Regions from separate parts of the Mus musculus genome. Here region 1 is linked to region 2. The links are chromatin contacts, called in public HiChIP or PLAC-seq maps. All regions are on one chromosome and are shown on one strand. The core of a region is the stretch at or near the end of the contact, and the rest is flanking DNA. Distances in the headings are between cores, read along the strand shown.

Region 1 (6,643 bases), core at 2,656-5,155, 560 kb before region 2:
AGGAGTCAAGGTCACAAAAAGGAAACAAGGTCAAGAAATCTCATTCCTCTAGCCAGCAGCAGACAGCTGTGTGGCTGGTGCTGGCACACATGACATCACCAGATATGGGTCAGAGGACACCACCACAACACAGTCACTCCACTTTCTTTTTGATACCTAGATCAGAATGTGAGTGGCAGACAGCAATCATCTCGTTACTGTATTTAATGAATACTTTTTTTTAGTATAATGTTAGCAACTCTTGACCTGTGACATAATCCTTTCTAGTTTCAATGCAGTCATTATTAATTATTTCCTCTACTTTCCACCATACCATGATTCCTCTGAGCCAGCACTCCACAACAACTAGGTCAGCAGCTCCAGCTAGGCCACACATCAGAGCCACAGAAATTCTGATTTCATTGTTCTAGAGAAGGTCCCTGGCACTGAGAGAACTCCCTAGGACGCAGAACCCAGCTATATGGGCTCCCCCTACTTGGGCCTGCTATCTAGGAGTAAAATCCTCCTCACTAGCATCAAATGAGAGGCACTGGGGAAGGGCCTGTGAACCATGAACCCATGAATTGACTATGCTGCTATCCAGAACCTTCGCTGACTAGACCACTATCCAAGGGCGCCTTGTTTCCTCCTCAAGTCAGCACTAAACTAACAAAACAAAGCTGTGCCCGCAACTGTCAGATCCTCCACTGCATCTCAAGAAAGCAAAGCCAACTTCCCAAAAGTCCCTTTACTGATCGGACCCCGGTGCCAGACCTTGCCCTTGCCAGCAAGGGCCAAAGCAGATGTCTCTGGGTTGTGCTGTGTCTCCTCAGGCATGTATGCAAAAGGCAATGTGAAGACAGCAAAAACTTTCGAGTTTGCATGTACGCTCATGTTCTCTCTCATCTACACATCTTATGTGTATATTTTCCAAAGTCTGTTTCTATACTTGGAAAAAGTCTAGACAGATACACAGCAAAATGTTAATAACAGTTTTGCCAGGGTTGTAAGCTGATTTTTTTTTCCTTTTACTTTTTGAGTCTTGCTATGTGGCTCTGCTTGATCTGGTCCCAGACGTGCATCACCATGCCTGCCTTAATGCTCTCTTGTTGGCATTTTTTAGCTGTTTGGGGTTTTTGCTTTTCTTATGGTAAAATTTCTGAAGCCCACATATCTTGCTTTTATAATAAAAACAAACAGATAAATAACTGTTCCCACCTAAAAAGGAAAACAGAACATCTCTACCCAGACCTTCTGGGTGACCTGCTGCATGGCTTTTCTTTGGTTTGTCTGGAAGTTACCTTACAGGCTCGCCCTCCTTGACAGTTAAGGACCCTGATTACCTCTCTGCTGATTAACCGGACTCCTGAGGGACCCTATGCCGTGAGCACAGGATACCATCTGAATTCTCAACCCAAATCTCAAGATTGACTCATAACTACTACAGAGACCCCATCCTGTGTGGGGGTTCCCATTCTGTAGCTTTGGTTATTCAATCAATCTTATTCCCAAAGTATCAAATGGAAAATTCCAGAAACAAATCAGTTACAAAAGGAAGATTGTAAACCTCCTCAAATACTGTAATAAAAGCTTGCCCTTTCTATGAGGTGAGTCATTCATCCCCTTCCTTGTCCAGTGTATTCACACTGATCACCAACACGCCATCGTCACTGACCACCAACACACCGTCGTCACTTAGCAGCCATCTTGTTGCAGGACTTGGTGCTACATCACAGTGCGGTATCACAGTGCTTAGTATACATAAGGTTTGGTACCACGTGAGAAGTCAGACATCTACTAGGATCTGGAAGCTGCTCCCTGAGAATAAGGGGGCGGAGGGTAGGACTATTATGCGGTATTAGTGAGACTCCCTTGCAAGGCCCCGGCACTGCTAACCATATGGAGGCTGTGCCTCAAAGACTGTCCTGATCCAGACATACACAGCTCCAGTTTACCTTTTTCTCAGGCTAGCCGAAACTAATGGGGCAGGCCTGAGTCAGAGGCAAGGCCCATCCTGCTGGGTTGGATTAATTTCCAGGGTCAATGGCACAGCAGGATCTAGTCTCAAATCCCGGCAGGACACAAGGCAGCTGCATCACCATGGAGACAGGAAACCATAAGCCCCACAGGTCATCTAAAGTGTTTCAAAGAGATATTCACAACTCCTAACCATAAAGGAAATTGGATCCGGAGAAGAATAACTTTCCAGCCAAATGCAGATGACACGAAGGGGCAGTCGAGGAAAGAGGAAGTAAGCAGGACAGGGTGCTCCCAGGTACATGCTGACTATTAAGTCTGAGGCGGCATTCCTTCAGCCCACTTACACAGAGTGTACAGACTAACCCTCATCGGTTCCCTAGTTGGCAAACAAGGAAACTGAGGCCAAATCAACTAAAGACTGAACCCCACTGTCGGAGACCGCAGAACTAGTGAGCAAAAGACCTGACCTTTCAAAGAGCTGAAGCTGCCTGAGGCACTGGGTAGGAGTGGAGAATCCCTGCCAATCCCAGCAATTTTGACTCGGAAAGAGAGTGAAAAGGGCTTCGGGCAAAGCCATTGCGGTAGGTGAGAGAAATTCAGTTAAATCTGTTAAACTCTCCCTGATGGAGGAAGGGGCACAGCAGACCGCATCTCATCCTCTCGCAGGTCAGTGTTGCCTATGCCCTCTGAGTCCATTTCCAAACTGGAAAAAAAAAGAACTGTCAAGGCCTGGAGAGTAGAATGTGGCAAGCGCCTGATAATCACACCAGGCTGGCCCTGTGGCTCTAACCAGGACCCCTTTCTGAGTTCTGTTTTCCAGGCAATCTACCGAGCTCAAGTGGGAACTAAAAGTTCTGTAACAAATTTAAAGGGTGGAGGCGTCTGGGAGACTGAGGGTAAAGGTGGCAGCAGCAGCTGCTGCGGGTGTTTGCTTCCTTGTCTCTCACCTGTTGAAAAGCCAGCAGCTTCAACAGGAACTAGGCTCTGACTACACAGGATCTGCCCTGCACCACCTACAAGAGTGTGCTCGGCTGGACTCAAGAGTCACAGGCGCCCTTCCCACAAACCTCTTCTTCCCACCGCCCTCCACCCAAAGCTAGGACTTCAACAGCCAGAGAGAAAGGGAGGCGGCTCCGGGCCTCGGGCACGGCCATTGGGCATCTCGATGGCTCTGCTCTATCCCTGGGCAACAGCACACCCACACCAATGAATGGGGTCAGCCCTGTGCTAGTCGCCGTCAGCTCTCCGGAGTCACAGCCACACCCACAGTCCTAACTGCCCCCACAGGCACGAAGTAGGGGTCTCTTCAGTGTGTTTAACTCGAATCTCACCCTGTCCCGACAGAATGACAACTTTGAGGTGTCTGATTCAAGGGACCACTCAGTTACCAGTTTGACTTTCTTAGGTTCGTTCTGATTTTTTTTTTTAACTTTCCCGCCTCTTCGCCCTCTAGATACGCCCCACCACCACCCCCGCTCTGCACCACCTCCTCCCGAGAAGGATGCTGCGTCCCACGCGCCAGTGCTCCGCGACTACTCACAGAGGGTTCCAGCGCTCGGGCAGTCGGCGGTGCAGCGAGATACGGTCGCTCAGATAGATGTTGATCTGGTGCTGCTTCACGCTCTCCTCCTGCAGCCGCAGCTCCTCGCCCTGCAGCTGCAGCCGCACCGCCTCCCCATGCGCTCCCAGAGCATCGGCGGGCAGCGGCGGCCTGGGCAGCACTGGCTCGTGACGCCCGGGGAGAGGAGTCCGCGGGGGTCCCGGGTCCACCGTCCCCGACCTGCTTCGAGCCCGCAGCAGCGCGCCCAGCCCTGCCAGGGCCAGCAGTGCCAGCAACGCCTCCCGGCCGCGCCGCAGCCCCCGCGGGCAGCGCCTCCTCACCGCACGCCCCCACATGCACCCGCTAGCTGCACCCCGCGGCCTCGGGCCGAGGCTGGACCCGGATCCCGGAACCGCGGTCGCCCCGCCCCCGGCCCGCCCCACCTGCGCCCCGCCCTCTTCCTGGCTGCTGCCTCCCGCGCCCACCTGCCTGTGCCCACATGAGAGAGCAGAGAGCTTGGCGACCCTTGCGGCGTGAGTGTGGGCTGAGCACAGCGCTCTGGGCGCTATGGGGACCCTTCCTTGAACTTACGTGACACTAGCACTATCCCGGATGGAAGGTCCTTAACCTTAGCCACTACGTGTTCAGGATGTGCTGGCCAAGACTCATGAAAGCTGCAGGCGGCTCTGTGCGGTACTCAGTGGCGCCTAGAATAACTAACTGGAGCCCATGGTTTTCCAAGCTATGTTTTTCAGTCTTTGCTTTAGGGACACCTACACTCCGCAGGCCCATCACACACACACACACACACACACACACACACACACACACACACACCATCCTTTCCTGTAATGTATCAGGTTTGGCTCAGGGCTTATAGGAGAAAAGGGGAGCCACGGGGCCCTTGCTTCGAAGCTTGAAGGACAGAGTTCCATCCATCCCCACATGGTGAAAGGAGGACTCCCTCAAGTTGTCCTCCAACCCCCACGTGTGATATAGACACTTGTGTATACATACATGCATACAGATAAAAGTTTTAAATTTAAAGTTTAAATCAAAAATGTGTTGCTGTATCATAGTCGGAATCTCAAGTAACCCAGGCTGGCCTCCTTTCCTGAGTCCTAGAATTACAGGTCAGTGGTACCAAGCCTAGCTAAATAGTGTCTCCAGCCCCAGCCCCTGATGTTGACTGAAATATGGTCTCACTCTGTAGTCCTGGTTGACTCTAAACTTTCTACATAGCCCAGGCTGGCCTCTAACTTTTAGGAATAAAATGTCTTCAGTAATTTACACAAACTGCCACTTTTACCTTTAGTTGTGGGGGGAGGAAGGAGCCAAGCTAGGCTGGTGCCTTTGCAAATTCTGTTCCTGCACCCACTTGCCTTGCCCCACCTTACCAACTCTTCCTGAAGCCTTCAGCCACTGCAGCGTTTTCAGGATGGCTTATTATTATTATTAATTTTGCCACTAATAGCACATTTTCACGGCAGAAGTTTTTGTGTAATTCTGGGTGTATATGTATATAAAACCAGTATATAAATCAACCACTTACTTATAGTAAGTCATAAAGAAACTCATTTTAAAACAATCTTTAAAATACATATAATTTTACTATTAATAAAAGAAAGCCGTTTACATGTTAAGATGGATGGACTTGCTTATTTTTATATAAAGACTTAAATTAAGGCTAAGCATTTGATACTACAGGACACAAACCATCGTCATAATTTTCAGAGTTGATTGATAATTTCATTTTAAAAATCCCAATGCTGGGAGTGCCATTTCACATAAATGTGTGGTGCCAGGTAGCAGAACTATATTTTGGAGTGTTGTTTTGAAATTCTGCCCCAGTCCCAAGAAAATTTGTTTTTAAAGATTTATGTTGGTGCTGTAGAGATAGCTCAGCCATTAAGAGCACTGGCTGCTCTTCCAGAGGACCCAACATCTACTTGGCAGCTCACAACTGTCTGTAATTCCAGTCCCTGGGGATCTGACACCATCTTCTGGGTGCCCTGGGCACTGTATACACATGGTGCATTTATATACAAATATGTATGCATATGTATTCATATGACATATAATATCTTATATATGTGTGTGCCTTATATATGACAGACACTCATACATATAAGATAGAAAAATAAAATCTCCAGTTTTTAAAAAATTTATGTGTATGTGTGTGTGTGTGGGTGTGTGTGAATGTGTACCTCATATGTGGGAGTGTCAGTGGAGGCCAGGAAAGAGCATTGGGTCCCCTGAAGCTAGAGTTGCTGGTAGCTGTGAACTGCCCCACGCAGGTGCTGGGAACCCCAACTCTAGTCCTCCGCAAAATCAGCAACCACTGTGGACCACTGAGTCATCTCTCCAGTCTCTGGAGCCAAAATCGACTTAATGATCTTTTTTCTATGAATCAAAACTCAAACAGCTATTTTAAAAATCAAACACCTTTACACAATGCAATCCACTTAATACTTCCATACTGACGAATGGGCAGTAAGGGACTTGGTTTCCCATAAGAAACTTTTGTTTCTGTAAAAGTGAAAACTGTATGTTCAGTAAAACAAAAAACAAACAAACAAGCAAAAGAACACTGTGGTTCACATCATACAATAGTCTCAAGTTTGAGTTGAGGTGGGTTCAGGCAGCATCACCAGCATTGCAAATTATGATGGCTCACAGCACAAAGCACACACAGTGCGTGTTCAGAACGGAGGCTGCAGTAAAGTCACTTGATATAACACAGGCCACCAGAAAAACATGGGATTCCTTACATTTTATGTTGAATAGATGTTTGCTCTTTGCGTTTTACTATTGCTAATTTTTTCTTGGTTCCCCACATTTAGTTATGTCACCCCATATGGGGTGCAGACCGATACTTTCAGGCTGAGTTTTAGGCTATTGTATTTTATAACAGCATGAAACAGAATTAGGGAAAGAGAGACTAAGTCATTCACTATAAGGAAGAACAGACTATGGTAGATGCTGGTTGGTCAATCTGAAATCCACATGGTGGGCCGTCAGGGTGGTCTGGACTTCTGGCAAGCTCGGACTGGCTCAGGCTCACCCGGATGCCCTCCATATCTCTTTCCACAGAAGTAGAGATAATCTAGCACTTGCTGACATCACCTGGCTATGGGACCCGAT
Region 2 (6,800 bases), core at 2,872-5,371:
ATGTGTATAACACCGTGATGAGGACTATCTGTGAAATGCAGAAGATACAACTTGGTGCCATTATGGTCCTAGTACCGCACTGAGTTTTGGAGACTTATTTTTCGAGCCCGGGTGCATTAAGCATCTACTGTATGTGTGAGGTTGGTGTAATACCACTGTGGACAGACTGCTAAGGGAGAGAGCCTCAGTCAGCTACAGTTCCCACACCATAAAAAGAGGTGCTAACACTGCCACCCTAAGGAGAAGTCACAGGTGTTTTAGGGAATAGCAGAGACCCTTGGGGTGCCCAGAATCTAATGGCTATTTTGTACAATGATAATTATGGTAAGGAATTAGTTTTTACTTCCCAGAGGAGAAACAGACTCAGGACAGGTGAGGTAACTTGCCTGTGTGTTAACAACTTTTTATTGTTGTTGTTGTTGCTGCTGCTGCTGCTGCTACAAAGCACTTGGCAGGAGCAACTTAAAGGAAGTTTATTTGGGTTCACAGTTCCAGGGCACAGCCCAGCATGGTGAAGGAAGGCAGCAGCAGGAGCTTAGGGCAGCGGGTTACATGGTATCCACAAGCTGGAGGCGGACAGAGATAGATGCTGGCACTCAGCTTTCAGCCCAGGATCTCATCCCATTTGTTAATGCTACCCACAGTTAGGATGGATCAATCTAGAAACTCCATAGGTGATTCTAGATCCTGCTGCATTGTTAAAATTGAATAGAGTCCTGTGATGGGGAAGAAAAAAAAAAGTTTTCAGGCTTCCGGTCCAAAGAGCCTTTGCTCTACCCCTCAGGGATCTGGGAAGGACAAATAGAATACAAACAAGCTACCGGAACTTCACTGTTGGGTAAAGCAAGCAAGGCTTTCGTCACGGCTCAGAAGTGACTGTCCCTTGCTAATAATTTAACGGCTGTCACCAAGTCAGAAGTGTGTGCCTCAGCCTCTGTGCTGTGGCCTATCCCGGCCACCCAGATGACCTCTCCCTCTTCACTGTGCTTCACAGCTGCTGCAGATGTTCTACCGGCAACAGGAGGAGATCCGGAGGCTCCGGGAGCTGTTAATCCAGAGAGAAGTCCAGACCAAGCAGCTGGAACTAGAGATCAAAAACCTGCGGATGGCCTTAGGACAGCTCTGAGCAGTGCTCTCCTCCACCCTTGCCCTCAGGGACACCGATAGGCTCTGTGGAGAGAGAGAGAGAGAGAGAGAGAGAGAGAGAGAGAGAGAGAGAGAGAGAGAGAGAGGTCCAGCACCGAGCCGAAATTCACTGAGAACAACCACTATTTCTATATTTTATACCAGGAAAACAAAACTCTCAGTTGCTGAAAGAGATCCCAGTGGGACGTGGTGCCGCTTTCCTGTCGCCTTCTCCAATCTGCAGTTCCTGCCCTGGCTGGTTTAGATTATACCCTACCTTCTGCTGGATTCTGGTTTTAAGGGTTGGTGAGGAGCTATGACCTCCCAGAGTGAAGATTTGGCCCAATTCTAAACCACAGGCAGGCAGCCAAACCCATCCTTCCAACCAGAATCAGCCACATGTGGGTAGATCGTCCCATAGGTGGGGACACAGACCTCAGAGCTGAGTCCATGTCTGTTGACTACAAGAGGGCAGGAACGGACTTCCACCCAGGGTATCTAAAGTCCTCTGGGAGGTAGGGGGGCCCAGCACTGGATGTGGCAAAGCCCCATGGCCAGCCACCAGTAAGGGCTCTGGTTCACTGCACTGGGTGAGAAAATGGCACCTGGTCTGAAAGCCTGCGACCCTCCCTTGTGTGTCTTGTGCCTGGTTCTGAGGCTCTTTTCTTTCTTGGTGCAAAACAAGCCTAGCTGGTGCCTGAGAACTTGAGACAAGGCTTACCACAGGAGGTACCCACTCCCCCATACCTCCTGGACAAGCAGACAGAGTTCCCCCCTCCCCCCTTCCCCTCTGGACAGATAGTTTCCCCCATCACTCAGGGTCATGCTGGAGCTCAAGCGAGAATTTCAGGGGCTATCCAGGCTAACAGGTTCTGACCCACATCGTCCATTAGCACCCCACTGGATGCACATACTGATGACCAGACCTGCCCACTAAAGCTGACCCTACAGTGGAGGGTACGGCCCTCTGAACAAGCTGCCTGAGTGGCTTCTGTTCATGGGAATGGAGACGCTTTTAGCTAGCATCCTACTGCTGTGTTGGCAATGGAAGCAGTACAAAGCTGACTCGCACACGACCACGTCACTCACCGTCGCTGGTATCTGCACACACCAGGGTCCTGTGCTCCTTGGTTTATTCTCCATCCCTACACTACACTGGGACTCTATGCCCGGCGATGAGCTAGCTATGCTCGCCTTCCTTGTGCTCCCGAGTATGGCAGGGATCTGGAGCTCCTGGGATGGCGCGCTCTCTCTCCTTTCATTTGTGACCAGCATGTCAGTCTGTAAAGCTCCAACCCCATGCTCAGAAGGCAGGAGGGCCACATAGTGAAGACACCAGCCCAAAACCACTGGCTGCCTCTTATGTGTGGCTAGGGGTGGGGTCCAGTGAGCTTCCCATCAAATCTCTGTACAACACCATCCCCTCAAAAAAAAGCTATCCCCACTGTAAGGGACCCAGACCCAGACCTCACATTCAGGAACAGGTCACAGGTGGCTATGAACAAAATTATATGTTGTTTCTTGTTCTGTTGGGTTTTTTTTTACATCTAGAATAAATTATTTAAATTATTTCATAGCAAGGGAGAGGGATATTTGTCATCTTTTTTTTCTTTTGAAGATTTTGTCATATTTTTTTAAGATTATGTTTTTATGTTCTTGGGCTAATGGAGCAACACTGCCCCCTGACACAGTGACCACCCAAGCAGCAAAGCCGCCCTCGGCTCCTTCCTTCTTGCCTTGGGAGCTTTCTTTCTGATGACTCAGGAACTTTGTGTGAATGAGGGAGAACGCTTGGAGATGAGCTTGTACCCACCTTAGCTCTACAATAATTCTGCTTCCTAGAACAAAACTTGAGGTTGTATCCCAGAGGGAAACGGGAATCAAGATACGGACCTATGCTTTTCATATGAAACCGTGCCTGAAGCCGTTTGAGTGATTGTTTGAATGTTTCTTAAATTCCTTGTACCTTTGTAAAAAAGTAAATAAAAAAATAATTAAGAAATAAAAGTTAAAATAGACACAGAATCGTGCAATGTAAGAATATGACAATCTACTGTGGGTGGTAATTCCTGCCTGTAATCCCAGTTCATGGAAGGCTGAGGCAGGAAGATTGAAAATTCCAGACCAGCTTGGGCAAAGGAGTCTAAGACTCTGCCTCAACCAAAATAATAATAAATAATAACACCAGACTCGATATTGCAATGCTTGGCGATTTCCTTTTTGTTAATTCGTTCTACAAGTACCAATTTAGCACTAGGTGTCTGGACCAGATGATACCGGACCAGGTTGGCAAACTGGTCAGTAAGGTCCGAATACCCTTGAAGTGCTTCCACTTGTGTTTGAGAGAATTCGTGAGGGGCAGGATGGGGCAGGGTGGTCAGGCGGCTGTGGGTGGAGAATGGACGCTTCCTGAAGAAGGAGATAAGCCACACCTCCATGTGATTGGGGGACAGTGAGCAGCAGCTATACCTTAAGCAAGAACTGCAAAATGCCCCGGCTAGAAACAGGGTGGGTCATTCACCCATCAAGGCAAGAGAAATCAGAACATCTTCAGGGCCTGGGGCTTTGAAGTTTTAGCCTGAAGATAATTGGGGCTTCTTGGAAGTATGTTCCAACTTCACCCCCACCTGCCCCCACATGGCTGACCATAGGGAGGAAGCACTACAGGAAAAGAACAAAATGAGGTGTAGAAAATGTAGGCCCTCTGGGCAGGCCACACCACCTACTACGCACCTCCGCAGTTTGCCAGAAGCCCAACATCATCAACAAGCGGGAAGCCAACCTTCCAGTGAGCCCATCAGTGCAAGCACCCGCGTTCCTATCTATAGTGACCTCCTCCTCCTCAAGGTGAGAAAGAGTGGAAGGATGCTGTGCCGCGGATCCAGCACTAGGTGGGACCAAGCATCAACTCTCCAGCAGGTCATCGCCCCTCCAGTTTGCCACTGGGAGCTGGGTCGCCCGCCCCGCCCCGCCCCGCCCCTCCCCGAGCAAGGTTTCGATTTCTGCACCAACCCAACCCGACCACACTGCACAGAGAACAGCGGTTGCCACTGAGAATGGCGAGCGAGACTACCGAGGCGCGGGCGCCCTTTCAGCCCGACGGGGCGTATGGCTGGCGCTGTCCGGAGCACAGCGAACGCCCGGCTGAGCTCTTCTGTCGCCGCTGCGGCCGCTGTGTGTGCGCGCTCTGCCCGGTTCTGGGTGCGCACCGCGGCCACCCGGTGGGCCTGGCCGAGGAGGAGGCTGTGCGTGTGCAGGTGGGAAGCCGCGAGGGCGTGCACCGCAGGTCTGGGCGGGCGGAGATTGAGCACAAGAGTAACCGTCAAAGGAGGGTCAAATCCCGTTAGGACAGGGAAACTAAAGGGGGACCCTGAGGTCCTCTAGATAGTAGACAGTAGGATCGGGAGGCAGAACCCTATGGAAGTGCAAAAGTTGCTCAAACCACCAGCGAAGCTTCCCAAGATTGGCTTGGGGTACAGGAGGCTCAAGCTGGTTAGTACTCACACGTTCTTTACCGCTTCTGCTAGGGCAACTCCCCAACCAGAGTCAAGGACGCGGGAGGGACGTTCGCCTAACAGAGCACAGGGGAGGATGAAGTTGGAAAATTGGGAGTTTACAGCCAACCTGTGATATGTAGAGAGACTATCTCAAAAGACCAGATTGTAGAAAAAGAAAACTGTATGTATGCGTGTGTTCCATGAAGCCTGGAAATGTCTCTGGACCCTGGAGTTCATAAAAGGCCATTCTGAACTGGGACCTGATGGCCTATGTTGTTTTGCTAAGTCAATAAGGTCCCTCTTCCTGCCTTGAATCCGGCTCCTCCCCCTATGCAAATACACCACTGTCCCCTCTCCCACCCCACCCACGGAAGAGGCTTGTTAATCACAGCCTTATCTTCTATAGATAACGAGAAAGCAGGACCCCCAGCCGGCTGCCCTGGCTCTGCAGAATCTATTCTCCTCTCTGCATTTGAGGAAGGCAAGCTAGCCAGAACCTTCTGAACCCCCGGGGCTGATTTTATGTTTATCTCCAAGAAGTCTTTGTAATTCTGCCCAAAGCACCTTCCTTTCTGCTCTCTCCTGACTTAACCACCCTTGACAAGACTACAACTCCAATCTGAATTGGGCCTGAGGGAGGACAGTCTGACTAGTGGAGTCCTGCCCCTGCTTCCAGAACCATCCTTCAGCAACTGTGAAATGACTGCTAATAAGGATCCTCAAATGCTGCTACTCGGAGACCCAAGGCTATGCGTCAACCTAGGCACCCTTCCTCTGTCTATCCACAGAGCCATTCCTTCATCAAGCACATACTCAGCACTCAGCGCCATGGCTTGTACCGTGAGCCAAGTCAGAAATCAGATCCTCGCCGCATCTGGATGAGTTAGTTGCCTGGTTGGTCAGGGGTAGGATAGTAGCACTGCAATGTACTACATATCATACTAGGGAGCCCAGGGTGGTGGCCAGTGAGAGCCAGAAAATAGAACTTGGGGCAGGAAGCCACGCAAGCACTTCCCCAGGGAAGTGCCATTGGGTGGACATGAGCTCTTCTGTCGCCGCTGTGGCCGCTCCGTGTGGGCGCTCTGCCGGGTTCTGGGTGCGTACCGCCGCCACCCGGTGGGCCTGGCCGAGGAGGAGGCTGTGCGCGTGCAGGTGGGAAGCCGCGAGGGCGAGCGTGCAGCGCAGGTCTGGGCGGGCGGAGTTTGAGCACAGGAGTAACCGTCAAGGAAGCGCTTTGAAGGGTAAATAGAATTTCATGGGATCAGGAGACAGAAATTCCAGTGGCTGGAGGTGGAGATCCTAAACCAGAGAGCTAGGGTATCCTTGGGCCAGCTTGAGCAATAGGTGGCTTAGATGTCCCAGATGATGAGTATGTGGAAGCTGAAGCCAAGGCTGACCCCCTTCCCTGCCCCCATTTACCACTGCGGCAAATGCTTGTTGGATGCTAACATGGCAAAGTGACCTGCACTGAGCATGTGCGGCTGGCCAGCCACTCTGATCTCATTTACTCCACACAGCAAACCTGCTTGCGATGGAGGAAACAGATTTTGAGCACATGGCTGTAGAGCGAGGACTAGGACCTAGGTTTATTCTTCCTCTAGAGCTCATAACGCCTGCCAGCCTCCTTGAGCTTCCAGCTCTCCCCTGGAAATTGACATGCCTTAGTATTATTACTCTTGGCTGATTAAGAGTCCAGACCCCGAGGGCTAGAGAGATCGCTCAGCGGTTAAGAGCACTGACTGCTCTTCCAGAGGTCCTGAGTTCAATTCCCAACAACCACATGGTGGCTCATAACCATCTGTAAAGGGATCTGGCACCCTCTTCTGGTGTGTCTGAAGACAGCTATAGTGTATTCATATACATAAAATAAATAATTCTTTTTTTAAAAAAGTTCAGGCCCCATCCCCACCCCTGTTCTCAAGAGTTAGGCCCAGGTGCCAAGTGGAAGACCAGCTGTAGAGAAGGCTAAGGTGGAAATAGCTACCCCTTGGAGGGAAGAGACCCAAACCAGGTATTAGAAAAAGCAACTTCGCCGGGCGTGGTGGCGCACGCCTTTAATCCCAGCACTCGGGAGGCAGAGGCAGGCGGATTTCTGAGTTCGAGGCCAGCCTGGTCTACAAAGTGAGCTCCAGGACAGCCAGGGCTATACAGAGAAACCCTGTCTCGAAAAACCAAAAA

What was found. HiChIP or PLAC-seq counts read pairs in DNA pulled down with a chosen protein or histone mark.
Region 1: an H3K27ac HiChIP or PLAC-seq map of microglia shows a contact between it and region 2, with 6 times the contacts expected there. The contact joins the promoter of Galnt12 here to the promoter of Trim14 in region 2. A contact is called at or near these places in 2 of 39 promoter capture datasets (embryonic stem cells and hippocampal neurons) and 1 of 115 datasets of contacts at active chromatin or transcription factors (microglia).

What each region holds. Positions count from the first base shown.
Region 1 is chr4:47,089,185-47,095,827 of GRCm38.p6, reverse strand. It overlaps Galnt12 (polypeptide N-acetylgalactosaminyltransferase 12), which reads right to left and starts at 3,905. Exons shown (of 10, transcript NM_172693.4): 1 at 3,500-3,905. The coding sequence starts at 3,855.
Region 2 is chr4:46,533,462-46,540,261 of GRCm38.p6, reverse strand. It overlaps Trim14 (tripartite motif-containing 14), which reads left to right and starts at 4,121. Exons shown (of 6, transcript NM_029077.4): 1 at 4,121-4,382. The coding sequence starts at 4,182. Coro2a (coronin, actin binding protein 2A) reads left to right here. Exons shown (of 12, transcript NM_001164804.1): 12 at 995-3,325. The coding sequence ends at 1,126. It overlaps Gm16731 (predicted gene, 16731), which reads right to left and starts at 4,361. Exons shown (of 4, transcript NR_151695.1): 1 at 4,199-4,361; 2 at 2,939-3,091; 3 at 822-1,170; 4 at 379-716.